7 separate regions of the Mus musculus genome follow, and regions 2, 3, 4, 5, 6 and 7 are each linked to region 1. A link is a contact called in public HiChIP or PLAC-seq, Micro-C and promoter capture Hi-C data. All regions are on one chromosome and are shown on one strand. The core of a region is the stretch at or near the end of the contact, and the rest is flanking DNA. Distances in the headings are between cores, read along the strand shown.

What was found. Promoter capture Hi-C pulls out the DNA fragments that hold promoters and counts their contacts. Hi-C and Micro-C count contacts between places; a contact is called where the count stands out from the background. HiChIP or PLAC-seq counts read pairs in DNA pulled down with a chosen protein or histone mark.
Region 2: a promoter capture Hi-C map of liver shows a contact between it and region 1, with 2.3 times the contacts expected there. The contact joins the enhancer-like site here to the promoter of Txnrd3 in region 1. A contact is called at or near these places in 12 of 39 promoter capture datasets (the 3T3-L1 cell line, 3T3-L1-derived adipocytes, cranial neural crest and 6 more), 1 of 484 Hi-C or Micro-C datasets (embryonic stem cells), 5 of 115 datasets of contacts at active chromatin or transcription factors (embryonic stem cells, extraembryonic endoderm stem cells, forebrain and 1 more) and 1 of 9 other capture datasets (embryonic stem cells).
Region 3: a contact with region 1 is called in a promoter capture Hi-C map of pre-B cells, with 3 times the contacts expected there. The contact joins the enhancer-like site here to the promoter of Txnrd3 in region 1. A contact is called at or near these places in 4 of 39 promoter capture datasets (the 3T3-L1 cell line, the C10 cell line, the HPC-7 cell line and 1 more), 1 of 15 datasets of contacts at CTCF or cohesin (large pre-B cells) and 1 of 115 datasets of contacts at active chromatin or transcription factors (pancreatic cancer cells).
Region 4: an H3K27ac HiChIP or PLAC-seq map of embryonic stem cells shows a contact between it and region 1, with 7 times the contacts expected there. The contact joins the promoter of Klf15 here to the promoter of Txnrd3 in region 1. A contact is called at or near these places in 13 of 39 promoter capture datasets (the HPC-7 cell line, cranial neural crest, embryonic stem cells and 6 more), 1 of 15 datasets of contacts at CTCF or cohesin (the NIH/3T3 cell line), 2 of 484 Hi-C or Micro-C datasets (embryonic stem cells and uterus), 12 of 115 datasets of contacts at active chromatin or transcription factors (cardiomyocytes, craniofacial prominence, embryonic forebrain and 6 more) and 2 of 9 other capture datasets (adipose tissue and embryonic stem cells).
Region 5: a contact with region 1 is called in a promoter capture Hi-C map of liver, with 6 times the contacts expected there. The contact joins the promoter of Cfap100 here to the promoter of Txnrd3 in region 1. A contact is called at or near these places in 14 of 39 promoter capture datasets (3T3-L1-derived adipocytes, cranial neural crest, embryonic stem cells and 7 more), 11 of 115 datasets of contacts at active chromatin or transcription factors (bone marrow-derived macrophages, embryonic forebrain, embryonic stem cells and 3 more) and 1 of 9 other capture datasets (embryonic stem cells).
Region 6: a promoter capture Hi-C map of the SN4741 cell line shows a contact between it and region 1, with 5 times the contacts expected there. The contact joins the promoter of Podxl2 here to the promoter of Txnrd3 in region 1. A contact is called at or near these places in 2 of 39 promoter capture datasets (the SN4741 cell line and cranial neural crest), 2 of 484 Hi-C or Micro-C datasets (cortical neurons and forebrain) and 5 of 115 datasets of contacts at active chromatin or transcription factors (bone marrow-derived macrophages, embryonic forebrain, embryonic midbrain and 2 more).
Region 7: a contact with region 1 is called in a Micro-C map of embryonic stem cells, with 4 times the contacts expected there. The contact joins the promoter of Zxdc here to the promoter of Txnrd3 in region 1. A contact is called at or near these places in 17 of 39 promoter capture datasets (the 3T3-L1 cell line, the HPC-7 cell line, cranial neural crest and 11 more), 9 of 484 Hi-C or Micro-C datasets (CD4 T cells, CD8 T cells, Sertoli cells and 3 more), 8 of 115 datasets of contacts at active chromatin or transcription factors (acute myeloid leukemia, embryonic stem cells, large pre-B cells and 1 more) and 3 of 9 other capture datasets (adipose tissue, macrophages and pancreatic islet).

Annotation. Positions count from the first base shown.
Region 1 is chr6:89,642,484-89,645,445 of GRCm38.p6, forward strand. It overlaps Txnrd3 (thioredoxin reductase 3), which reads left to right and starts at 1,505. Exons shown (of 16, transcript NM_001178058.1): 1 at 1,505-1,919. The coding sequence starts at 1,650.
Region 2 is chr6:90,491,023-90,493,984 of GRCm38.p6, forward strand. It overlaps a transcript of Klf15 not described here. Among named protein-coding and RNA genes, the nearest start is that of Klf15, 30 kb to the left of the region's middle. Within about 2 kb of position 1,494, at least 28 of the 459 cell types and tissues checked have an H3K27ac peak or open chromatin away from gene starts, as enhancers often do. A contact at or near this core is called in 3T3-L1-derived adipocytes and liver, where this site is marked.
Region 3 is chr6:88,810,233-88,813,194 of GRCm38.p6, forward strand. The region is part of intron 5 of Mgll (monoglyceride lipase); the gene reads left to right. Among named protein-coding and RNA genes, the nearest start is that of Abtb1, 30 kb to the right of the region's middle. Within about 2 kb of position 1,394, at least 47 of the 459 cell types and tissues checked have an H3K27ac peak or open chromatin away from gene starts, as enhancers often do. A contact at or near this core is called in the HPC-7 cell line and pre-B cells, where this site is marked.
Region 4 is chr6:90,461,205-90,464,166 of GRCm38.p6, forward strand. It overlaps Klf15 (Kruppel-like factor 15), which reads left to right and starts at 1,372. Exons shown (of 3, transcript NM_023184.4): 1 at 1,372-1,521.
Region 5 is chr6:90,427,005-90,429,966 of GRCm38.p6, forward strand. Cfap100 (cilia and flagella associated protein 100) reads right to left here and starts at 1,476. Exons shown (of 17, transcript NM_173775.3): 1 at 1,375-1,476; 2 at 434-539. The coding sequence starts at 485.
Region 6 is chr6:88,873,579-88,876,540 of GRCm38.p6, forward strand. It overlaps Podxl2 (podocalyxin-like 2), which reads right to left and starts at 1,468. Exons shown (of 8, transcript NM_001347327.2): 1 at 1,341-1,468. The coding sequence starts at 1,401.
Region 7 is chr6:90,368,103-90,371,064 of GRCm38.p6, forward strand. Zxdc (ZXD family zinc finger C) reads left to right here and starts at 1,392. Exons shown (of 10, transcript NM_173002.3): 1 at 1,392-2,466. The coding sequence starts at 1,557.

The sequences.
Region 1 (2,962 bases), core at 255-2,754:
TGTAAAAACAAACAACCCTATCCATCCATCTCATTAGAATGTAAATTTGCTCTCATCTTTAATAAAGGGTGAAATTATAAAGGTACCTAAGATTTTCCTAAAAATTAAATTCATTATGATTTATTACCAGTAAATGTTTGTGAATCTGTTGAATGTACTTTTGAGATCATGTGAAATCATTCAGGTTAAAAAGGGTTGCAAGTGAAAAAGATTTGAGTTTTAGTAGGGTCTTCTAGGGTTCAAGGGTTGGTGATAACAAGTCTGGCTCAAATGTTTGAAGCAGCCCTGGTTGAGCCTGCCCTTCAGACAGGCACCAGATACACTGGCCATGCAGTTTTCCTCAAGGCCTCTGTGGAGTGGGCGTTCCAGACCACAGGTGCTAAGGATAGTCCAGCTAACTGACTAACAGTGGCCACTAATTAGAGTCCGTGCCTCTGCTCATTTACAGGAAGCTGAACTTCAGAAGGGCTGCTTACAGCAATAACTTTAAAACGTGAGCCCAGGGAGAGGGCTCAGTTGATAAAATGTTTGCATACCGCCTGTTCTTATTTGACCTTCTTTCCAAATGGTTCCTGTGTTGGGGATGGCTTGAGAATCCATTGTGCCCTAGTTATTTCCTGTTGCTGTGATAACAACACTAACCAAAAACAACTTAGAGGAAGAAAGGGTTTATTTGGGAAAAGTCCCAAGTCACACTCCATTATTGGGGGAAGTCAGAAAACCCAAGAAGGAGCAGAAGCTGACTGCTGCTCGTGGGCTTGCTCTCGATAGCTCACTCAGCATGCTCTCTTACCACCTAGGACCACCTGCCCAAGGGTGGCACCCCCTCCCCAGTGGGCCTGATGCCACCACATTTATCATTAATCAGAAAATATTCCACAGGCTTGCCTACAGGCCAATCTGAAGGAAGCATTTCCTCAGTTGAGTCTCTTTCCAGGTGACTCTAGTATGCTCCAAGTTGACAAAAACTAAGCAGTACACTGTCACAGTGAATTGCTGAGGGTGTGTGTGGGTTGAGGGGTTGGGGAGGTAGTAACCTAGGAACCTCATATTGAAACTGAATTGCAATAGTAATTTTTATTCAGCTTCAGTAGTGCAAATTAAAAAAGAATCAGTATTTCCTAGACAAGGTTTTTGTCACATTTTCTGAAATAAAGTGGAGACATCTACCCTTCCTGAAAAGCACCTATTTTGAGATTGGTGGAGAATCAGGAGCGGAAGGAACTGTAGAGAGGCCTCTGGGTGTCAAAAACTGTGGTAAAACGATAATGAAAACAGTAATTACAAGAAGAGCAGAGCATACAAGCTTGATTCCGCACCTTTGAAAATGGCAAGTGACTGCCACTGTGCCACTGGGTGGTAGACAGAGTAGTTTGCAGGCTCACCAGGCTGAGCTAAGGGGGCGTAGCTTAGCCCTGTGGAGGCCTGGAGGTGGGGCAAAGTTTTCCCGGGGGCGTGGCCGGTCGGTAGGCGGGCCCTCTCCGTGGGTCGCGCGGTCGGGGGCGTGGCCCCGTAGCTGTCCGGTGCGCCCGCGGCCAGTGCGTAGCGTTCTCAAGTTCTCAGCGGCTTTGCCGGCGTCGTCCCCTAGGCGGCCGCCCGCGTCCCGGTTCCTCAGCAGGCCCGGCTCGGCCCGGAGCGACAACAAAGCCCTGGAGAAGCCACCGTCCCCGCCGCCGCCTCCTCGGGCGCAGACCTCGCCCGGGCTGGGGAAGGTTGGAGTCCTCCCCAACCGCCGCCTGGGTGCTGTCCGTGGCGGCCTCATGTCGTCGCCACCCGGCCGCCGCGCCCGCCTGGCCTCCCCTGGGACCAGCCGCCCGTCTTCTGAGGCCCGCGAGGAGCTGCGGCGCCGCCTGCGGGACCTCATCGAGGGCAACAGGGTGATGATCTTCAGCAAGAGTTACTGTCCACACAGCACGCGGGTAGGCGGGGCCGGCCGTAGCAGAGCTCTGGGGCGTGGCCTGATGGGCAGGGTCTAAGCAATCCCGGTGGGAGGAGGGAAGTGAAGGTGAAGCCAGGACAGGGTGGGCCGGGCGGGGAGGAGCGTCGATAAAGAGGCTGGGTAAGTTTGTGAGCCGGATCTGGGGACTGATCAGAGGTCTGAGCAGTGAGCCGGGCGAACCCCGGGCTCAGTAGTTAGCGCCTGGTGGGCGGGGTCTGAGCAAGGTTGGTGGGTGGGGCGAAGCGGAGGTCTGTGGAGGGTGCTTGATGGGCGTAACCGGAATAGGGTCTGGGCGGGGCTCATTGGGCGGATTGGAACCGTGGAAGGGGGTCCTGGTGGGAGGGGCTAATAGGGAGGGTCTGAGTGGAACTCTGTGGGTGGGACCTAGTGTATGGGGGGTGGGGGGTAAGGGAGGGTTTGGGTGGAACTTAGTGGGCGGGCGGTCCTGCGCTGACATATGGGAGGTGGGCGGGGCCTGAAGGTGGACGGAGTAGGGCTTTTGTAGCACTTTCCCAGGTTTCATTGCCTACCTTCTCTGACTCACTACGGGGTCCCGGGAGGTTGCCATCTAGGGAAACATTTGCTTTCCAGCCTGATAATGGGCTTTAGTTAAAAAAAAAAAAAAAAGAACAACCAAAAAATATTTAAAATTGTTGTCTTATTAAAATAGGATTGCGTGGCTAGCTGAAGCTGGATCTAGATCCCATTTGTTAACTAGCATGTTTGGCTCCTTGACCAGGTTTCAGAACTAGCAGGGAGCTTGTAAGATGAAGGTAGAGGAGGTTTTAAGAACCATGGAAGTCGTGGCTAGTTTAAGCTCTGTTGCACACTCTGTAATTTGGGGCTGGGTGGGCATTCGACATTGTTTTCATATTATGAGATAAAAATATTCTTATTGAAATCTTTGGAAGGAAGATGCAAGATGGGGCTGTTCAATATCTTGATGTTTACTTAACATTATGAGAAAGTTGAAACAATAAAGGCCAGGTGTGTAACTTAGTGGGAGCAAGGCCCTGGCTTCCA
Region 2 (2,962 bases), core at 244-2,743, 850 kb after region 1:
GGGACCCAGGAAAACATCGTTGAGGGTGAGCAGACACTGAGGGTAAGCTGGCTTCATTTCATCTTGCTAAAATTGCATTTTCACAAGTGCACAGATGGGTCTTGGAGTCAGTTCAGAATTCCAGCTAAAGCTTGGCCAAACAGAGTCTCTCTGTCAGGGTACAGGCAGCTTATGGTTGGCAGACATCTAAAGCTGGCCACCTCCCTGGATGGGTGAGAAAGCAGCTGGGTCGGGCTAGGGCAGATGCTGTGTGAGTGTGGAAGTACAGTGAATAGGCCAAGGACTCCAGCCATGCCACTTCCTGGATGCAAGCTGGGGAGGAGGTGGGGCTTCTTGGGGGACCAGGCCAACAACAACAGTACCTGTCCTAGCTGCACGGAGCACCAAGTGAGCTGCTGAGACCAGGGTATTATTGTTAGCTTTTACTATCAGAAACAAACATCTGGGATTCAATTGTGTAGGTGTGTATCTGTGCATGTATGTCTATGTATGCCTAAAAGCATACATGTGGCCCTGAGTGAATCTGTGTATGTTGTATGTATGTATGTATGTATGTATGTATATGCCTACATATATGTGTGTATGGCTATTTATGTATGCATAAATACATATATATGGGGGCTAGAGAGATGGCTCAGTGGTTAAGAGCACTGACTGCTCTTCCGAAGGTCCTGAGTTCAAATCCCAGCAACCACATGGTGGCTCACAACCATCCGTAATGAGATCTGACGCCCTCTTCTGGTGCATCTGAGGACAGAAGAAAAAAGAAATACATATATATGTGAGTAGGTATATGTATATGTGTATAGCTATAATGAATGCATATGTATCTGTGCTTGTATAAATGTGTGAGTGTGTATCTGTAAACAAGTATGTGTAGGTGTTTGTGTGTGAATCTGTGCTATGTGTTTGGGGACCACTAGGAACTTTGGTGCTGCGACAGGGAGCCCTGAGAGGAGGTTTCCTCTCAGGCAAGACAAAGAGCAGAGAGGCTCAGAGGAGAGAAAGGGCTGGATCTTGCTTCTAGAGAAGCTGTGCTGAAGGTCCTGCAAGGCCTAGGACAGGATGCTGACTTCAGCAGCAGAGATGGGGCAGAGCCAGCGAGGGCAAAGGCAACCAGGGGTCAGGTCACGGGCAGAGAGAGGTGCCAGTTAAACAGTGACTAAGCAGCCTTTGCTCTTCCTCTGTGCTCTGCTGGCCGGCCGGTGTGTGGCTTAATTATTGATATTTAACTCTTCCACACTGAGCAGTTCCCATTAATAAATATGGAAGGGGTGAAGATGAGCTGTCTAACAGGAGACTTCAGATTCGTAGCTGCAGGCCAAGAGTGGACAGAAGGGCTAACAAGCATAAGCAGGAGAGTCTCTTTCAGGTCCCAGAGTGTCACCCCTAAATGTTTGGTAATCATGAAGTACGTTTATAATGGCAACTCTTGGCCTGGTCCCACCTTCACTGAGAGATCATGGATGATGTCACTGGGTTCAAGGCTTGGTGACATGTACCTGTTGATTTGATACGGTGAGAAGGACATTGCCTCAGACCTGCTGAAAGTGCACGATGTTAATCTGAGAAATTATCAGGAGATCGGCACAGAGGGACAGCCTGCAGAGAAGGGTAGTCAGGCAGGCAAGGGAGGGCTGAGGCCATGACCAACTGGGGACCAGAGGGACCTGACAACAGAGCCTGAGTGGAAGTCTAATCTGGTCTTGGGCAGAGTGGGGCCCAGGCAGCCACGTGGTCAGAACAAATCTATATCACTATTTCATAGGCTATGGCAGCAGAAGTTGTCAGCTTATAGATCCCCCACACCCAGGTATTGAGGCTGCTGTGAGGGGACCTGGATGGCACTTGCAGACTACCTGGTGGTCTAACTGGTCTGTCACTGAGGCATGGTCACCTCTCTAACCTTCCAGGGGGCACAGAAGGGGGAGAGTGAGCCTGACCAGAGTCACCTGGAAAGCCAGAACTAAGGGACAGTCAGGGACAGGATGTCTCAACCGTGCAGTCACAGCCAAGTCTTTCCATCTCCTCCCGGATCTGGGAAAGCATCTATGGCTCAGATGAATTCCCATATCCCACCTACCTCCAAGCCTATTGGGTTAGCTAGGTTTTATGTTATTTGACCCAAGCTAGAGCCATTGAAAGTCATTGAAAGGAAGAAAATCTCAATTGAGACAATGCCTCCATAAGTCCAACTGTAAGGAATTATTATTTCTTCTTCTTCTTCTTCTTCTTCTTCTTCTTCTTCTTCTTCTTCTTCTTCTTCTTCAACATAGTATTTTTACTGATTCTTTGGGAAATTCACATCATATACCTTAATCACAATCACTTCTCAGTCCTTCCATGTCCACCCCATCCCAAGCACAATAAACAAAACAAAAACCACACACACACACAAAGGTCTAATTTGTGTTGTGTATACACTCAGTAGAACATGCTCAGGCTCCCAGTGGCTTCCCCCCTAAAGAAAACTAAGTCCTTCCCCTCCAGCATCCCCACCAGAAGCCACACTGTAAAAAAGAGCAAAAAAGATTTTGCAGTGATATCAATAACAGAAAATGCATAGTTGAAAAAGAGGGAAACAGAAAGCTTCTGTAACAACTCCTATTCCCCCCTAACCATGCCACCCCCAAAAGTAATACCCTAAATAGTAAGCCACTGAAGAAAACTCCTAGAAAGTGTACTAAGGACATTTAAAAGTGTGAAGTATAGGGCATTTTTTAAATTAGTTATTGATGGGGGAGGGCCCAGCCCAATTGTGGGTGGTATCATCCTGGTGGTCCTGTGTTCTATAAGAAAGCAGGCTGATCCATGAACTAACCAGTAACCCCAGAGCTCGTGTCTCTAGCTGCATATGTAGCAGAAGATGGCCTAGTTGGCCATCACTGGGAAGAGAGGCCCCTTGGTATTGCAAACTTTATATGCCCCAATACAGGGGAATGCCAGGGCCAAGAAGCAGGAG
Region 3 (2,962 bases), core at 144-2,643, 830 kb before region 1:
ACGTAGGAGCTGGGTTCACCCACACAGTCCCAGGCAAGACTGGTGTGCTGGGGTTGGGATCACTGAGCTTTGGGAAGAGGGAATCTGGCCAAGATTAGCCCTAGAGTGATGGATGTCTTCCCTGTAGAGAAAATTCACAGAGCCTTTTAGATAGAGTGCATCATAGCAGCTGGGCCCAGAGGCAAGCAGCAAGGTTTCCTCCTAGGGTCCCATGGGGCTCCCTCTAGGACCAGCAGTGGCCACACTTCTGAGCCAGTGACCTTCCAGGCCTGGTACTAATAGATCACCTTGTCAAATCAGGAGCAGAGGTCTCTAGGGGGACACAGGTCTCATCTGATTAACGAAGACAAATTAGATTTCCCTGGGTCTGGCCAGGGCCAGCCCCACCCCACGTCTGTTGCTGCCCCCCAGGCCTCAGCCTGTGTCGTCTTTGATGGGCACAAAGTGTGACTGCTTGGTTCACCTGCCCAGGGCAAGTGGCTGCTCTGCTCGTGTGGCCTAGTCTTCAGACAGGCTCCCCGAGAGAGGATCACCACGCCTTTCTTTTCTTTCCAGCGTAATTTTAAATATTGGAGAATAATTCATAGAGTTCAAATGTCAGAAGATAGAAAAGGGCATGAAGAGATGCCTGCCGGAGGGAGCCGGCCGGTCAGCAGCCATGCTGTCAGAGATGGCTTACGGGATACAGTTGGCGTGCACAAAGCACCGTGTGTTCTTTCTGCAGATGGGGACTTGTTCCACGTAGACTAGGGGGATAATATTACATGTCCCTTTACTTAATCTGCTTGTTCTTTGAGGGGTTTGGTTTTATTTTGTCGTTTTGTTGTTGAATGCCTTGGTGGTCTTTCCCCACCGGACTCGCGTATCCCACCGAGTACAGACCCTGGCTTAGAACTCCCGAAAGAGCAAGCAACCTTGAGCTCATTTCCAGTTGCCTACTCGTGTGAGCCTCACAGGTGGACTGAGTGCTTGCTGCCTTTTCCCTTCCTGTGCTCTGGCTGGGAAATGAAGTGGAGGCGGTGTGCACAGGAGGGGACTCTGAAGGAGGGATGGGAGGAGTGAAAGAGAACCCCCCCCTCCTCCATGATGTCCTGTGAATGGTCCCAGAGCCACATGGATCCCTGAGCTCAGCTAATGGGGCTGGCATGCCCCATTAGTGGTGGGCACATGATTGTGGGGACCCACACAGTGGAAGCCAACCCCAGAAGAGAAATCCTGGTGTGACCAGACAGCATCCTCCAGCCAGTACCCAAGCCTCAGCTGGTCCCCAGGTAGTGCGTCAGTCTTCGTGTGCATATGGGTGTGTGAAGGTGACCACTTCACCCCTGGGGTGGGAGGATGCCCAGGCACCATAAACTCAGCACCATCTGCTTTTTACACTGAGGCTCTGTTCAGACAAGCTGGGATATATTTAGCCCCGGGAAGAGACTGAGGACAAAGACAGCAGTGCCCAGCACTCTCTGCTGAGGAAGTGGTTTCACGGGGGCGGGGGGGGGGCGGGGGGGGGGGACGGCAACAGCAGAAATTTAGAGACCAAAATTGCAGAGAACCAGTCTCAGCTGCTCACCAGCCCAGGCTGCCTCTCTTGAACAATCTCTCTGTGTCATCTGGCATCCCTTCTTTTTCTAGGAACCTTAAGGAAGGCAAAACTTCCCGGCCAGGCTGGGCTGGGACCGCCAAGGTTGTCTTCAGTGGGAACTATCTCCCTATGAGGTCCCTGGGGGTGGGGGTGGGGGTGGGGGTGGGTATCTAGCTCCCTATGAGGTCTCTGGGGCTACTGAGCAGGACTTCAGGGTGTTCCATTCCCAGTTCTTGGGAGCCTCTAGCTGAAGTATGGGGAGGGGCTAGCTCCAGGAGACCTGTCTCACAGAGAGCACTGTTTGCTCCCGTGCCACCTGCAAGAACAGGAAATGACTCCCAATTAGAAGACCAGGAAATGAGGCCATTGTTTTTCTCAAGGTCGGTTTGATTACTGCCTGGGCCACTGAGCCCCTTTCACCCTAAAGCATGTCCCCAGGTCAGCTTCCTGTGGGCCAGAGCCTACTTCCCATCTGAACACCCCAGTGTCAGTGGACTCCAGTGGGCTGGAAGGGATATGGAACGGGGTGCTGCAGATGAGAGTGCCCTGCACGGGCCAGTGGGTCAGCCGCCATAAGCTACAGGTGTGACTCCTTCAGACCCACAGGCACCTGTTTTCTGAGAGTTGGGGTTCAGATTTCCAGAATCTGAACTTGAAAAGCAAGCTCAGAGCCATCGGAGCGTGCTCCGAGCCACTGGAAAGGCACAAAACATTCTATTGCTCAACTGGGCAGGATGCATTCCTGCCCAGAACAATTTAAAGTTACCCTAGAGAGCCTTGCCAGGTCACAGCTGTAGCCATCCCGTGGCCTCCGTGCAGGCCAGCTTTTGGGAGCCACGTTAGAACGAAGGGGCAGTAACTACCTCTCACAGCAAGTTCTTCTGGCTGAAGCTTAAAAATGATCAGAGGAGCTATTAAGACCTTTCAGATCAATAAAGGCATTTATGCACGTCTCTACTATTTACAGTGATGGGTACTGCAGTTGATTCAGAACTGTCCTCAGGCTGTGACAGAGACTCAGGGCAGACATACGGACGGACAGACACACACACCTTCTCCAGGCCTTGCTCATGAGGAGAGCAGCCACAGTTGGGGGAGAAGTACGTTTATAGGGCTACATTACAGATCGCAAAGCTTCAGTCACAGATCCAGTCATGGGAGTATATACCTGCCACCCCAATTCTCCAAAAGTGAAGAGCGGGTGGTAAGTTGAAGGTTAGCCTGGGCTACCCTGTGAGTTCCTGTCTCAAAAACCATCAGAAAAGTTGCAAGCCACACACTTCTCCACTAGGGGTGCTGTTTGCTTTTCATTCAGTTAACCAGCAAGGACCAAGCCACAAGTTCTGCAGGGGAAACACCAGGAATCTTAGAGGAAGCTTGATT
Region 4 (2,962 bases), core at 122-2,621, 820 kb after region 1:
CTGGGAGCCCTGGGAAGGTTCTGAAGCAAGGATGCCTAATGTGACTCAGGTTTAGGCAGAATGTCCTAGGTTGGCCATGGCTTCTAGACAGCTGGGGCATCTTCCCTGTGGACTGAGGCCGCTCAGCTACACTGTTGCTTTCAAGCTTCTGATCTTTGACTGCACTTCTCCCTGGGGGTGGGAGACATTGGACAGACAGAGTGTGAGGAATGCAGAGCCCAGGGTAGGCAGGGCTATGGAGAAGTGTGCTGGCCCAGCCTGACCCTGCCCTCCCTTGACAAGATAGGATCAATCAACTTTATGGACTAGCCAACCCCACCTGCTCTGCGTGCTAGCCCTGGCTAGCTATTCACTGGCTGTAGAATACTGGGGAAGACTCAGACTGGGCCTATGATCAATCAGAACGTTGATGACCATCTTGTGCTAAGCACAGACTCCTTCCGTGCTCTGGCTAAGACTCAGTTTAACTGCTGGATCATGGGCACTCACCTGGAGAATCCTCAGATCCTTATTTAAGGGATCTGGCTAAAAATCCTGGCCCCAACAGGGACGGCTTGGAGAAGCAAGGGGAAAGGCTGGCCACCTCGCAGTGTCAGGTAGGAAGCGCCAGGAAGGAAGGTCTGTCCAAATGTCCTGGGTATTAAGAAGCAGGGGAAAGACAAGACAGACCTGGCTGTGCCTGGCCCTCTATCTGCTTGGCTAAGAAGGCCCACGCTCGCTCTCAGCGGGTTTTTTCACGCCGCCCGGGTTTGAAGCCAGGCAGTGTAGGCTAAAGTGCACAGCAGGGTACCCAGCACTCTCTGCTCACGTGTTTTCTTGGGCTTCACTTTCCTCATTAAACCGGTGCAAAAGCTGTCTATGATGGCTTGGGACTGCAATCTGGAACTCCCTCTGCAGATCAGAAGCACCCTGCAGTCTTTGGGGAGGTGCCGCCACTGGTGGTGGTCAGCAAACCTCCGCAGTTTGTCAGTCGCAGAAGTCTAGGGTAGCGCAGTGAGCGTCCATTCCCGTGAGTAACCATGACCGCTGGAGGAAAGACCAGATGTATTTTTACAATTGGTCCCTTTAGACACGGTCCCTACTAGATCGGGCCTTGTTAGGAATGCGGAGGGGGTTGCAGGGACGATTCCGCTCCCGAGGTCCCACGTGGTCTGCACTTCGGGACTCTGCGGGCTTTCAGTGGATTCTAGAACCCGTCTCACGTGCGCATCGGAGGACCCAGTGCAGATCCACGAAGAGACCGGAGAGCGCGTGGGCAGCGGGAGGGTGCGGCCGAGGCGGGGCGGGGGCGCGTGACGCGCGGCGCTAGCCAATGGGGCGCGCGCCCGAGGCCGAGCCTCCTGCGAGCCTTCGCGGCGCCCGCGGCGTCACGTGAGCGGCCGGAGAGCGGGGAGAGCGGCGAGCGGCGAGCGCCCAGCTCGGCCGCAGGGAGTGCGGGCTGCGGCCAGGAGCGCTGGACGCGCGGCCGCATACGGAGCCGGGCCGCACGCGCGAGGCCGCGCCAGGCGACGCGGAGTCCAGGTGGGAGACGCGCGATGTACCGCGGCCGCGTGGGTCCTCCCTTGGGGATCACGGGCCGTCCCCTGGCGCGCGCTGTAGGAACCACGCGCGGAGGCCCGGGAAATGAGGGGACCCCGGAAATGCGGGGACCCCCGTGAGCGCGCCGGGCCTGCAAAGGGCAAATCCGGTGTGCGCAGCTTCTGCCCGCGGAGCCCACGCGCGTCCGTGGCACTCCTGGACCTGCGCTCCCATATGGCGGGGCCTGGAGACCAAGGGGCGGAGAGGTTACTGTCGGTCACTGTTGCGGTGGCCTAAGAGGGGACGCGAAGGGGGTCACTGGGCGGAGGGTAAGGTACTCTCCGAAGCTGTGCGCCAGAGTCCGAGCCACCTCCTTCCCACGTACTTCACACCCACGGGTGGGCACCCACGCGCGGGCACCTGGCGGACACCCGCACGGCTGCACTGCGCCCAGCACACGCAATCACACGACACAAACTCACACCCATTTGCGCGTACCCGCAGCGTGCGCTTATGTTCCGTATCCCCACGCAGAGTCCTCAGGCCCCTCTGAACAAACATTACCGGAGGGACCGCTGAGGGTAGCAGCCGCAGGGGGCAGGTCATCCCTCTTGGAAACATTCTCCCCTGGAGGGCACAGGGGAGGTTTGCTACCACGGTATGGGAAGGTGAAATCTCAAATGTTTGACTGAGTCCTTCAGATATTGCCCCCGACCATGGGGAGTCCCCGCCGCCCTACAGGTGCGAGAATGGCAGTAACTTTGGGGCCTTCGGACTCCTCAGGGAGAAGACTCTTATTTTGAAGACCGGCCCCCATTCGCCACCCCCGTGATTTGCACGCTGACCCAATGGCTAGCCCTTGGCCGGCTCTCGGCTTGTTATCAATTACATGTTGTTCCTACAGCCGCTGTGTCCCCGGGAGGATAAACAGCAGGCCTGGCCGGCTAAGAGAGGGGGCGGAGTCCAGCGGCCTGCCGGGGACCGTGCCCAGAACAGGGTGCCCCCTCCCCCTGCACGCAGCCTGCGCCTCTGGCTACGCCACGTGCTGCTGTTTTTCTGGGACCGGCTTGATCGCTGGCACTTGGGCTTTCAAGTCCTGGGTCCAGGAAGTCCTGGATCCCCTGGGCCTTCAGTACTTCAGTGTCCCCAGGGTTGCTCAGCACTGTTTTAAGATCCTGTGTTATAACCGGTTAGGGCCACTCCACTCCTGCATTTACTCCTGGATTCTGGAAACATTCAGCAAAGGCTAGGTCTGGTTTTGACTCTAGATCTAGCCCTGTAGTGAACAGTCAAGACTGCTTGTATTCTGGTGGGGCTTGAGCATACAAGACAGTTTTCACAGTGATACCTGACCGTGAAGAATATAATCCTGGTGGCTTGTCCAAGGTGGGAGTGGCTTCTGAGTTGAGATTTAAATAATGAGCTCCCATCTGGAATGCTAAGA
Region 5 (2,962 bases), core at 226-2,725, 780 kb after region 1:
TGTGTTTAGGAAAGCTGAGAACATTCTAGCATACACCCAAGTTCACAGTGATAAGAAGGACGACACTGGGGCACAGACACACACTGGAGGAACTCTATGGAAGAGCAAAGGCAGAAGTGGGTGGCGCCCTTAAGGCCAAGGGCAGTCAGGATGCCAAGTGCCCAACAGAAGGCAGAGGCACCTGGGTCAGACTCTCCACAAACCTCAGAAGGCACCAGCCCTGTGCTCCTTTTTCTCATGGCAGTCAAAGCTGTGCAACAGGCTTCTACCAGCTAAGCCATGAAGCCCTAGGTGGGGTTCTGCATCACGATAGCCACAGGAAAAGCATGCACAGTGTTGCTTTAGAACTACGTCAGTATTTGAGTGAGTTTACACCAAACTGTCCCAGGGTTCCTTTTGCCCTCCAGGAGCCCCCACCCAGCTCAGTACTTACTGTCTTCAACCATTTTCACGGAGAACCTAGAGGACCGTGCCTTGAACGCCATGGCTGAGGACCAACCGGTGTGCAAAGCTTGGCCTTAGCTGAAGCAGATTCTCGCCTGGAGAGTGACACAGTACTTGAGAGGATGGTTCCCCCAAACCCACAGCCCACTTTGAACTGAGTGACTTGCATTTCCACTATGTGGACTAACACTGCCTATTCCCTGTATCCAGGTTTAATGGAATCTACTATTCCCCTCCTGGGCAAGGCTGGCCCATATCTTCCTGTTCTCGGAACACACCAGCTTTGGTCTGCCTGGAGCCTCTGGGGAGCCTCTCACCTAGGTGAGGTTGGAAGGGTGAGGGGCGGGACTTCTCCCTTTAAAACTGGGCTCAGATGTCACTCTGAGAGACCTTCCTGCACCAATGCATGTAATGACCCTTCGTTTTCTTCTTTACAAGGTCAAGTGGTTACCTCTTACAAGACTTTTATTGCATATGTCTTCCAGAATGCAATCTGCACGGAAGCAAGCCCTCTGTTCCACCTGTTAGAGCTCCCGACGCTATGCTATGCTAGGTTCCCTTCAAAATGAAGTGAGTTTTCCTGTTTGCAGAAGCTCAACTAGTGTTCCAAATCTCAACGAAGCAGGGCCGAGGGTGGAGCCCAGGATTGCTTGCAGTCTGAGCATCTCTACCTCAGCCAAAACACTACCAGAGAATCCTGCCTCCTAACACCCCAGCTTCTCTTGGCACACCACACCCTGGGGCAAGAATGCAGCAGCAAGGGAATGGACCAGTGCTTAAATGGGGCCTGTCATAGATAAAGTGGAAAAGAGCACCGAAGGACGCAAAGCCTTGCAAGGGACCCAATAGAGTATTTGATCTCGGACCAGAGCCCCACAGCCACCCCGCTGGAGCCCACCCCCAAGCCCCCTGGCCCAGCCCCGCGCGCACCAACCAGCCGCGTGCACTCAGCTTGCTCCGAAGCCTCGGTCGGCAATTCTCCAGTCTTCTGGTCCTGAACTGCGTTTGCGACGCCAAGGCAACTATTCTCACAGGAGCTGTGATGTCATAAAGCCCCGGAGGCGGGCCCGGGCACACTGGGCGGGCTGGCGGGCCGGCGGGCGCGGAGTACTGTGCAGGACTGTGGCAGCTAAAGAGCAGAAGACACGGACTCAGGGAAGGGACAACGACTAGAAGCAGAGCGATCCGGGTTGTTGCAACCCTGCAACCCGGGGACAGGGTACGTTTGCCCAGCGCACTAGCTTCTTTCACCCCCAGATTCTCCTGCCCATCCGTAAAGGATTTTGTTGCAGCTAGGGCACAGACAACAGCCTGGCTCTTCAGAGAATATTTAGGAGTCTTGGGGCCGGGGAGGACGACGGTAAAACAGTCTACAGGCTAGGAATGTGCCAAAGACAGTCTCCCTTAGCTCCTGGCGCTACTCAGGGTCGCTGGCGCCACCCAGTGGGTGGAGAGATAGAACCAAGGCAAGAAGGCCAGGGGTAGGAGTGTAGAAGGATCCTGGAATGGGTCAGGGACCCTTGAATCACCAAAGGGACAGTATCCCGCAGGGCAGTCCAGCGCTGGGCATGGGGGAGCCAGGAAGAAAGGGTGGGCCCTGCATATGTGGTTTGTTGGTTTTGTTTGTTTGTTTGTTTGTTTGTTTGTTTGTTTGTTTTTTATGCAGCTAGTGTTAAATACTCTTTGCAAGCAAGTGGCTCCCTGCCTGGTGTTGGAGGAGGGCCCTTACACTGTGGTCTAGAATTCCCAATATTCTGGCCTCAGCTTCCCAGTAGGCTGTCAAAATAGCCAGACAAACTACAAAACAAAACAAAAATAATAGGAAGAAAGAAAGGAAGAAGAAAGAAGAAGGAAGAAGGAAAGAAAAAGAGAGAAAGAGAGAAGGAAGGAAGAGAAAGAGAGAGAGAGGGAGGGAGGGAGGGAGGGAGGGAGGGAGGGAGGGAGGGAGGAAAGAAGGAAGGAAGGAAGGAAGGAAGGAAGGAAGGAAGGAAGGAAGGAAGGAAGGAAGAACAACAGTAAAACCTGCACCAGGTTTGGAGTGCTTATTTATTCAACCAGTCAAGCAAATATTTCAGAAATCATTCATCTTTCACACCACGAGGGCTTTTACGAATTTAGAAAAATAAGCCACCAAAAGAGAACAAATGAGGGTGCTACCATTCCTGGTGTTAGCACACCTGTCCTGAGTCCCCGGTGAACCCTCACAGGGTGTCCTTTAAGCCAGGTATTGTTCTCAGCGCAGATCCATTCAGTACTTACTACCATCCTGATGACTAGGTCCGGTTCTGAACCACCACCCCTCAGCATGAGGAACCAATGTGAGCCTAAGATCCTAGAAGAAAGGCACACTGTGTTCAACATTGTACAAGCCAGAGTGATCGGTGAAACCTCAAAGACTGCGGAGAGTTGGAATGCTGCAAATCTAGAGCCAAAATTATCTGAGGTAATACTAGCCCTCGAAACAGCCACTGTGATTGACAGAACATTCTTGTAACTGTTACATAACTCTTCTCGGAAT
Region 6 (2,962 bases), core at 218-2,717, 770 kb before region 1:
TTTATTTATCTATCTATTTATTTAGAGACAGGGTCTTGCTCTGCAGCCCAGACTGGACTTGGATTCCCAATCCTCCTGCCCCTTAGGTTCCAAAGAGCTGGAATTACAGTTAAGTACAACCCTAATCAGCGTTCTCCCACCTCCGCCCTTCTCCAGACATTTTCCTGGTGTTCTATCATTGACAGTCTCAAAGTAAGGGCCCACCACCTATTCATATCAAACAAGGTCTTCACCTGACTTCACATAGACGCCTCCTCGAATTTGTATACATTACACTGGGTGGGTTTTGGTGGGGTAACTGCCTGAGCACTAGTGGCCAGTCCCATGCCTGTCTCCACTGGAGGGGAAGCGACGCAGTCGAGGACACGCGTTCACCAAGTCTTGTAGCCCACCCAGCCCAGCACCCTGCTCCTGCCCCAGGCCCACCTTAGGACAGGGTCCCAGCTCCGATCTTCCCTGAGAAAGCTGCTCTCCCATGTCCTGGTCTGACCCACCTTTGCAGTCAGCCTTCCTCCCTCCCCTTCTGTGGTGGCGGCTTGCCTCTGAGCCTGTCAAGCTTTTGTGCCCGCCCCCTACACTCGCACACACCCCTGAATCCCATGTCTACCCTGAGAAGCTGTCTCTTTCTCCCTCACACACATATTTCTTACCTGCCTCAGGCCCCGACCTGTCACACGCCCACACTAACGAGGTATCCGGAGTGACTGCTGAATGAAAACCACGTACCCGAGTCTCACACACAGCCCCATATGGCGGCAGTCGCTGTCGCAGACCTACCCCTTTGTCAGCTCCTAATAAAGTTGCCCCGCGCAGTCGAGGACACGCGTTCACAACGACACGCACACGCCTTCCCAGGCAAGCTCCACGCACATGTAAACATCCACCTCGGCCACGCAGCTCTTTCTTTCTCGGCCCTCGGCATCCCCGGCCCACGCGCTTTGGGTACCCGCCGGACCTTTACGATGCGATTTCTCCAAGGGTGTCACCCGTGCGCTCTCGCCTCCCTGCTGAGCTTCTCTACACCCTCGCGCGCACACACGCACACGCCCCTCTGCTCCTTGGCCGCAGACTGGTCACCTGTCACCTGTCACCTGGCGAGGGGTGGGGCGCGGACACCCTGGTGCAGCGGCCCCGCCGCCGCCGTCCTCGAGCGCGCGCGTGGCACGGAGCATCCAGCGCCCAGGACAGGGCGCCTGGGGGGTCCCCGCGCCAGGCCCCGCGCCGCCGCCTCCTCCCCGCGCGCGGCCGACCCCGCGCGCCCCACAGCCTTTGTTCTGCGGCGCTGCCAGCACTGGCCCGTGGCGCGCTGCGCCCTCGCGGCTTGGCCCGGCCCCACTCACCGGCGGCCAGCAGCAACAGCAGCGGCGGCGGCAGTCGGGCGGCCCGCAGCGGCCGGGCCATGGTGCAGCGTTGCCGCCCGCAGCCGCAGCGCCGCGGCGCCCGGGCCGGCCTCGGGGGCGCGCAAAGCGAAGGCGGCGGCGCGCGTGCGCCCCGTTGGCCTGCGTACCCGCCACTCACGCGCTCATCCGCCCAATCGATGCAGCGGAGGGATCGGGGGCGGGACCCTATTGCGGAGTCCGGCTTCGCACCTGCACCTCGGGCCTCGAGCACTTCGCCACCCGGGGGGGGGGACCTCCCTGGGAAGCGGGTCCCGAACCTTTTGTGCAGCAGACCGGGCCCCAGTTACAGCGAAGGAGACAGAGGCCAGGATCAGCAGGGACCTGTTGGGGCACGTGGCCTGGGGATCCTGAAGGCCGGAGAGGACCAGGCTTTGGTGAAGGGACTGGGCAAGAGCAGAGAGCTGAACTCTGTGCCGGGTGTAGTTTATTTTCATTTTATGTGTGTGAATGTTTTCCCTACATGTACATATGTGCACCACGTGCGTGTTTGAAGTCCACTGATGGTTGTTGAGCCACCATGTGGGTGCTGGGAACTGAACTTGGGTCAGTCCATGCTCTTAACCTCTGACCCACTACAGCTTCCAGGGGTAGTTTAGACCCCCAATTTCCAGTTGGCTTTCACAGCCTGAGGAGATTTGTCCTTGTCTTCAGACATCTTGTGGGAGTCACCTTTCTCTCTAGCCAGCGCTTCTCCTTGACTTCAAGTTTCTTTTTGTGCCAATATGGCAAATCCGACAGGCATTGCTCTTCCTAAGTGTCAGGAGGGCAGGAACATTCCTCAGCATGTTCCAGAGCCACAAGTGTAGGAAGGCAGGTTAAGCACAAACGGAGGCAGAGGGGACCTTCTATGGAGACATTTATAGGATGCATGGATGTTGGGTAAGCTGGGTTTTGGCGAAACCATTCTAGATACAGAGAGAAACTGTGGCAATTCTCAGATAGAAAGATGTCTCACTTCTTTAAGTGACAGTGAAAACACTGACTGAAGCGTGACTGTCCCACGCCTGTAATATTTGTACCGCACTAGAAGGGATTCAGGTTAAGACCAGGGCAGTCTGAGCGACATAAGATTGTCTGGTGGGGGAGGGGAGCTAGAGAGACAGCTCCGCACAGAGTTTGTGGCTCTTGGAGGACCCAGATTTGGTTCCCAGCACCCACACTTGCTACTGTCTGTAACTCCAGCTCCAGGAAACCCAGTGCCTAGTCTTCTACTAGATTGAATCAGTCTGTACTTAAAGGCATGCTGTGTTGGGAGAGAGACTCTAGGTTTGTGTTTTAAAAAAGAAGAAAAGGCTTTGGACTCCTTCCGAAATAATAAGGATCAGACTTGACAGAGGGCGACTCCCTGAAGATCTTGGCTACAGACAAGAAGAGGAAGACTGGCAAGATCAACAAGATGGGTAATGTATACACTGATCCCTATACTTGGGGACAGCTCTGGGACTTAAATGTCTATATACAGACAACAAATTGTATTGACTACAAAATTCTCAGGGCTTATTATGACATACCATCTTTTCAGATAGTGTAAATGGAGATTTGAGTTTGATTATATGATCAGA
Region 7 (2,962 bases), core at 142-2,641, 730 kb after region 1:
TACCTTCTAATAGTGCCACTTCCTGGCTCGAGCATATCCAAACCATCACAGAGTGCATAAGCACATATACAGACAGGTAAGGTTTTTCACAAACAGATGTGCTATTTCTGTGCTCATTTTTTAAATGTATTTTTAATAGAAGCATACAGACGTGTCATTGCTGTCATTTGTTGTCAGTAGCTTTTGTATATCAGATGTGCTGTTCAATCAACACTTTTAATGCCAAAAACTTTTGCTCCTTGGAGAACCCATCCCTATTAGAGGCTAGCCCTAATTCCCCATCTCCCACTAATCTACTGTCTGTATAACTTAGCTCTTCTAGACATTTCATATAAATGGCATTATAGCACATTCTCTTTTGTGGCTGAAATATTTTTCATAGGTTTGGTCATGACATAACTTGCAAAACTCTGTAATTGCTCAAAAATATTCCACTGTATGAATATATATTCATCTGACAATGAACACTTGCATTGTTTCCCCTGGCGAGTTGTTGTAACAAAGATTACTATAAGCATGCAAGTAGTTTTTGTGTAGACATATTTCCATCCCTCTTCAGGGAGACACAGGGGGAGGGAGATACCCTTGCATTTTAAGGGGCAAATTGGTGGGAAATGGGGGTAAACCAGTGTAGGTGCAAATGGCAGGTTGGCAAAGTTTTAATAGTATTTGAACTTTCAGAAGACTAAAGCCTGACCTACAGAAAACAGGCTGGAGGCAGAAAGGACTGGAATGGGTGGGGGCGGGGAGACAGTTGGGTAAAGGTGGAGCGGAAGACAGGTTCCTTAGCTATTTGAGAACCTAGGAGTGAAATAAGTTTGAATTTGAGTGGTGATGACAGGAGTGGTGTGATTCCAGATGAATCCGTATGAGACAAGGGGGATTGTGGAATTCAGGGAACAACCAGCAACTTAGAAGGCAGACATATATCAAGGAAACACGGAATGTCTTTAGTGGTTTAGGTAGGGATCCCATCAGGACCTGCTACAGGGCAAATCAGGTCGGTGGCACAGTAGCAGCAGATAGACGCGCTCTTCGGCGAGGTCATAGAGAGATGACAAGCAAAGTGGAGAGGTTCAAAGCCTGAGTGTCAGTTCTGGATCATGTGGCCACAGGTAAACTTGACTTGTTTCCTTACACTTGGCAATCACAGGTTGAATTAGCTCGTATTTTCAAAGTACAGAGGGCACAGGAACTCTTAAGAAACGCAATCAGTTTTCATTCCTTTGCGCTACCCAGATGCAAAAGTAGGAGCCCAAATCTGAAGACCCTCTTTTTCCAAGTTGGGACTCCAAGCACAAGACAAGTTGGAGGCTCCGCCCCTGCTCCAGCCCCTGGGCTTCCTCGTGACTACAGTCCCGACAGCCCTCGCGCGCCACGCCCACGCCCACGGCTCCTGCGCACGCGCAGCTCGAGATGCGACTCTGGGCTGTAGTCTAAGCTCAGCTTTGACAGAGGCTCCCGGGGGGCGGACCCTAGGTGTCGCGCGCATGCCTGGCAGGGCTGGGCAGCTCTTCTCCGGTGGCTGCGGTTCGGACGCCTCAGCTGGGCCTAAGATGGACCTCCCGGCGGTGCTGGCCGCCCCGGCCACGCGCGGAGACCAACATGGCGGTGGCCCGAGCCGACTTCGCCGCGGCGCGGGGCCGTCCCTCGGTGCCGGTCCCGGGCGCCGTCGCCTGCTGCTGCTGAGGGGCCCGGAAGATGGCGGGCCCGGGCCGCGTCCAGAGGAGGCCCCGGGGCCCAGCCCGCCGCCCCCGGAGGACGGCGGCGACTCCTTCGTGGTACTGCTGGAAGTGCCGCGCGCGGCCGACACCCATGGTCAGGAGGAGGCCGAGCCCGATTCGGGCGCGAGCCCCACGGAACAGGTCCCGGCCGCCGCCCCCGGCGCAGCTCTGGCAGGCACGGTCACCATCCACAACCAGGACCTCCTGGTGCGCTTCGACCGCGGCGTCTTCACGCTGGCTGCGGCGCCCGCGCCAGCCGCCCCGAGCCTGCATCCCGCGACCACCCCGGGCCTGGAGCCCTCGAGCGCTGCTGCGTCCCGCCGCGGGCCGGTGGCCGCTAGCGCTGGCTCCCCGGCCTACCGCTGTCCGGAGCCGCAGTGCGCGCTGAGCTTCGCCAAGAAGCACCAGTTGAAGGTGCACCTGCTGACGCACGGCAGCCTCCAGGGCCGGCGGCCCTTCAAGTGCCCGCTGGATGGCTGCGGCTGGGCCTTCACCACCTCCTACAAGCTCAAACGGCACCTGCAGTCGCATGACAAGCTGCGTCCCTTTAGCTGCCCGGTGGGCGGCTGCGGCAAGAAGTTCACCACCGTCTACAACCTCAAGGCGCACATGAAGGGCCACGAGCAGGAGAGCTTGTTCAAGTGCGAGGTGTGCGCCGAGCGCTTCCCCACACACGCCAAGCTCAACTCCCACCAGCGCAGCCACTTCGAGCCCGAGCGGCCTTACAAGTGTGATTTCCCCGGTAAGCTGGAGACGCGGACCTGCCGGGGCGGGCGGGACCCGGCGGGGTCTGGACCCAAGGGCCAAACTGTCGCTTGTTTGGGCAGGGTTTGCGGAGGTCGGGGTGGAGGCGTTACGCGCCCTGATCTAAATGAGAATAAGGCAAAAACACTCCCGTGTTTGTTTTGAAGTCCCTTTCAGGTACTTAGATATGAAGCTCTGGGTTCCTACAGCCAAGTGGCATGCACAATCGCAGCTATCCGTGGGGAGGGTACAAACCTTTGTTAAGATGCTTACATTGGAAGTGACCTCTTCTCAGAGTTGAGTCAGGACTTTATTTTTCTCAGTCTACTCGTTCAACAATACCAGAGGAGTCAGAGGTCCAAGATACATAAATCGAAATATGCCACCTTAAAATACTGAGGGAATGAGCACACATTGGTGCTTCTCTGGTCCCTCTCCAGCCTCTCTGGAAGCCCCATTGATTAGAGGACACAGAGCTCCCAAGGACGCCTCGA